2 separate regions of the Columba livia genome follow, and region 1 is linked to region 2. The links are chromatin contacts, called in public Hi-C maps. All regions are on one chromosome and are shown on one strand. Each heading gives the region's core, a stretch centred on a gene start, on an enhancer-like site or on the middle of the called end of the contact. The rest is flanking DNA. Distances are from core to core; before and after follow the strand shown.

Evidence for each region. Hi-C and Micro-C count contacts between places; a contact is called where the count stands out from the background.
Region 1: a contact with region 2 is called in a Hi-C map of crop, with 2.2 times the contacts expected there. The contact joins two enhancer-like sites. A contact is called at or near these places in 2 of 2 Hi-C or Micro-C datasets (crop and liver).

Annotation. Positions count from the first base shown.
Region 1 is chr1:78,478,929-78,481,628 of bColLiv1.pat.W.v2, forward strand. The region is part of intron 29 of USP25 (ubiquitin specific peptidase 25); the gene reads right to left. Among named protein-coding and RNA genes, the nearest start is that of USP25, 210 kb to the right of the region's middle. Within about 2 kb of position 1,378, at least 2 of the 3 cell types and tissues checked have an H3K27ac peak away from gene starts, as active enhancers do.
Region 2 is chr1:78,366,149-78,368,848 of bColLiv1.pat.W.v2, forward strand. The region is part of intron 31 of USP25 (ubiquitin specific peptidase 25); the gene reads right to left. Among named protein-coding and RNA genes, the nearest start is that of USP25, 320 kb to the right of the region's middle. Within about 2 kb of position 1,278, at least 2 of the 3 cell types and tissues checked have an H3K27ac peak away from gene starts, as active enhancers do.

The DNA of each region.
Region 1 (2,700 bases), core at 128-2,627, 110 kb after region 2:
AAATAAATTTTCTGATACACAAGATCAAAGGCAAAGATTAGCTCGGGAATCCAGCCATAATTTATTTTGGCAGTGTGCATATGTTAGTAGATTCTTTTGGTCGTCCATAGGATTAACATGAGTTTCCAGAGATTGCATGGGGTTCATACAAAAGTCTGAAAGTGCAAAGCTGTATTTCTTAGTTTACTCACCTAGTAAAGTGAACTAGAACAGCTGAACTACCTTACATTCAAAATTAAGACTGTAAACTGTTACAGATGAGAGTAACAACTCACAATCACAGGTACTAGCGATCTCTCTCCTTAGCAGGTTCCCTCTTCCAGATGGTACACCATCACCAGAGTTCTCACTGTAACAGTTCTTAATATTAAAAATTTTTCTCCAAAATGAACATATAATTTATTTTCTTAATTGAATTACTAGTTATAACTGTAACTATTTTTCATTGAATGTAGGTTTTCATAACACTGAACCATTTATTTATTGTTTAAAGAGCAGTTACTTTTCTGCCCTGTTCACAGAAGACACTGGTTGTTGCTCAGGTCCACAATATATATGTCGCTATTTTCAGTGGTCCAAAGCTCACAACCGTGCAAGTTCGGGCTAAAAGGCCAAATAAATGGGGGTCTTGTGCATAAACCACATACCACATCCTGCCCTTGGAAGGCAGTGATGTATTTTGGTTAAGTCAAGCAGGGCAGTCCATACTGCCTAGAGTGCTTGTTGCTGTCTGCATACACATTCAAGTCTTATGTCATATTTTCAGTCTTTATATCCAAGCTAGAACCTCTCTGATTTTATAAGCGTGGAGGCTGTCACCTCTTTCAGTATCAGGAACTGCAGTCCTAGGCACAGGGCTACCAGATTTGAGTGAGTAGTTGGCAAGAAGTTATCAGTATTCAATGGTTTTGTTTTAATGCCTTTGGAGGATAATTCCTCATTCTGCAGGCCAGGCTGTGTCCATGTCCCATGTGTTGAGGAACTGACAGATGGGGCGCTCTGTGGGCAGCTTGTGAGCAGGGTATGATCACAATTTGCAGCAATGCTGCTGCAGAGTGAGCCGAGGGGAATGTACAGCTGGGACCTGCAGCCATTCTGCTGGCAGCCTCCAAGGAACCTGCTGGACTTTTCTTTCAGCAGCCGGGGACCCGAGTTACCCTGAAAAACTGCATCCTGCCAGTGGTCTTAAGCGCAGGATTAGCAACCATATCTCAGCTGCTGGCAAACCATTTACAGCTCCAGAGTTGTAGTCTGGCCATCCCTAGGTTAAGTTACATTACCAAGGTATTGCCAGTAAAAGGAAGAAAGTAAGAAAGAAAGAAAGCCTGTGCTCGCCCTCTTTCTAGTACCACTTTTACATCACACCCCTTCACAGTGTGCAGTCTGCTCATCAAGTGTGCTGGACCCTACAGCAACAGAGAGGGCAATGGGGACCGCGACCCTAAAACCCTACCCTAAAGGCTTATGAGGAAAACAGGCTGAAGAGCTCCTGAGGGAAATCCTTGCCTGGGCTTGCTCAGAGGTAACTAGGAGGCTGCTGTGCTTTCCCTGTCCACTGCATGAGAACCAGACAGCGTCTGAACAATTACTGTTTGATTTGGGTTAAGAGTCAGACACCACCTGGGGCAACGGCCAGACTGCAACCAGGGATACTATTTCCAGAAACACAAATGACAGGTGGGAATGTGCAAATGGTAACATTCAGGGCACCACTGTGTTGCAGTGCAAACCATTAAAACACAAGCATGCAGCATTATTCAGGGTGATTTTTTTGTACTGGAGTATAGCAATGTTGAGAGCAGAGTTTATCTCCAAATTCCCTGATTTTTCACAGTAGCTTATGATCCCATGCCTTACTTTCTGTGCAGTTCAAATTTTAGTCTGTCAGATAAATGTGCACCATATAACCGGGCGAGAGAACATGAAGGCAGTGAAAGGGGGCTGCTGCACATTTGGGAAAGGGAGTTACTTTCAGAACTACATCATTTCAGTTATGGCTGTGATGCTGGTTTCTTTTGTTACCCGATTTTAGAAGGGGCAATAACTGCAGCAAGTCACTGGTGACTCCAATAATTCAAAGCTCTGGAGGAAAAAAAAAAGTTCTGCTCTGATTTCTGGAAGTAAACATGCTTTATGCAGGACCTTCATTTCCTCTCTATCAGTAAGGACAATACATAGGTGGACAAAAACTGCTCTCTAAAGAGACCAAATGTTTTGTTAAACAGACTCAGCTCCATCAAATGAACCTATTTTTTCTGCTTAGCAGACAACCACAGACAACCAAACATTTGTCATTGCTGCATAACTTCTAATTTGGACAATATATTTTATCACCTTTGACTGCCTGGCTTAAAACGCTAGGTAGGTACAATACCCATTTCTTAATTTAGTGCTACTTCAGTGACCCTGTTCAGGCTGAATAGGCTGATGGCTTCAAGTTCATGATGTTATTTCCACCCTGCCTGAATGACTGAAACTTTGCAAACAGAACAACAAAACAAGAAATAAACTTCTTAAATGCAAGACTTTGGGGAAGATAATAACCCATAATAAACTTTCTGAAATTATTATGATCTGGGAACAATTCCAAGTCTAGGAAGAGCAAGTGTTACTATGCTTTTATAATGAACAGAATTTCTCAAGCCTATTCACAAACCAGTATATTTTTAATATGTAAGCAGCACAAATTTATACCCTTTC
Region 2 (2,700 bases), core at 28-2,527:
TAAGAGACTCTTGGATTCCCCTAACTTTCCTTTGACTGGCATGAGAAGATGCCAGTTGAAAATACACTTTTGATACAAACCTGATAGGACATGCCTACTTAGCAGAGAAAATGGCAATTTATTCTGCAGACTAAGAGCAAAGGACCACTTCTACTGTTCTCTACCAGAAAAAAACATAGCATGCAACACAGAAAAAACCTATCTAAGATTTGTACATAAAGCAGACCTCATCTTGTTTGGAGCCTTTGGACACTATAACAACGAAATAAGAACAAGTTCTGGATACTAGTTATTATTCTCATATGGTTACCAAGCAACTTATTACTAAAGATGGGTATCTGACACTGCCTCCCCCAACTCAATCTCTCCTCTTCTATTACCACCTTGCCTATTATTGACTGCACTGTTACATCTAACATGAAAGTGTTAGCTCCTTGAGAAGACAGCCTAATTATTTTGTATGTGTAAGATGCCCCACAGACTCCCGTGATGCACTGCTCATACCAACCCATTACGATTGGGCTGATCCTTCAAGAGTCAGGTAATAAACACAAGTATGTCAAGACTCAAGGAGAAGCAAACTTCCTGTACCAGAGTGAATGTAAAGTACAGAGTGGAACACTAAGGCAGAGCTAGCCCAGCTGTTTTTGCAGCAAAATTAGTGGTCATCTCTAACATGGGAAATGCTACATGGAACACTGCACAAAATGTAAAATCTCCAGCTGTGCAAAGCAGAAAGGAATCTTTCCAGGACAAGTTTTGTACATGATTATCTATATTAATCTAGGCCAGAATTGCAGGTGCGCTGGCAGTAACACCACATACATTTTGCCTGTCTATCTGCTCTACCTTTTACGTTTTCCTTATTTGCTTTCACAAATTTTCATACCCTTGAGTAATCTCTGTTGCAGTGGGCCATTCTATATCACTGTATATTTTCAAATTCTTTTAATATCAACTTCAAATGCTAACATTATTTAAAGATATATCTGTATGTATCTCTGTATTGTTGTGTATCATACACACACACAATCTTCACATGCATACATCCAAAGTAACCCTAACAGAACTGCTGCCAACTGCACTGATATAATACAGCTTTCCCCACCAGATGGCAGTAACTTCAACTTAATATTAACCAGACTGTTTGCCACATGTGCAGCAAACAATAGCATTCTTTATATTTGTGTTTTTCCGTAAGAGGGAAATGCCATTTTTTTTCAGAGGTAGAATTATTCCAGTTTCCTTCGATTTAATGACAAACCAAAGGACAAAGTTTGCTACTAACAGCTAAGATCAACATTGATCGGTATATCCCCCAAGTATTTTTTTTTAAACACATCATCCCATATTGTTTCTTTTTTCAGTATACTATAATTTTGTCAAATTTGAGAAATATGGGTGTTATTTCCAGTCATTGTCTTTTTCTAAGAATAATTCCCAAACAGAAATTACTGGGTAACTTTCAATTGCATAATAAACTTAAACTTTTACAATATATGCTAATAATTAAAATTTTTAAAGGACTACAAAGAAATTAAAAAAATGGAAAACATCTTGTGCATAATTGTTTGACAAAAAATATACAGCGTGCAGACTTCTCTACTTATGAAAAATTCAGGATACCATCTACAGCAAAAACATTGCAGGCAATACATACTATATTATATATAGACTAAATTGCCTTTAAAGTGGGATCTAACAATTGCTTCTATTGGTAAGAGTAGGAAAGTTTTTGTCAGCAAAGTCCAGGCAATATAAAAATCATGTAATCTGGTGAATGGGGACTGCTTTGCAGGATATCTACCTTTAGAAGTAACTCATCCATAGATTCTAGCCAAAGATTGTTCACCTTTTATTTCCTTAACTTCTTATTTTTGAAATAAATTTTCCAGAAGAAAATGTCATATATTATAAAAAGAGGACTTCACTCTTATTCTACTAATATTAGTGTTCAGAATGATTAAGTGGGTCTATACTCAGCTCTATGCTGACTGCAAAGAAAATATCAAAAAATGCACATTCTTATTAATAAAACACACACATCTTTCAATAAATTTATGACCAAATACATGGTCTGTTTGGACAGCTGGCTTCCACTATCCTACAAGTACAGATTCAAATACTTTTTTGTTTCATGATTTTGAGTTTTTAGGTAGAAAGACAAAGTAGAGCAATGTTTTCTCCAGATATACAAAACAGATCAGTACAGTGATGGGGGAAAAAAAAAAATCACAAAAATAAAACAAACAAACAAAAGAAATTACCTGGATTTTTATGGAAAAACAAAAGTTTGAGAGAAAACAAGGACAGTGAAAAAGAAACTGACCTTAGGCACATAAGAAATGAGAGAAAGGAACCAAGACCTAACAAAGGATTCCTAGTAAAAGGAGGAAACATAAGCAGGATGGAAAGAAATTACGATTTTGAAGCCTTTGGAAGGAGAGAGGGGGAAAGCCAAAGTATTGCCATCAAGCTTGGCTTCAGGAATGCCATTACAATGAAGCTCAAAGTATTTCATAGAAAATCTAGGCCTCTGTTACCTGTTCCAGTTGAAATACGCTGGTGGATTACTGCTTTTCAATAATATAGTGATATGACTACTTTCTATTAATATAAAATCAAGCAGCCAGACACACTTGTCCTTCACACTTATGGTTAATATTCCTGCATATTTCACTTTTCATAACCAGCTCCTCT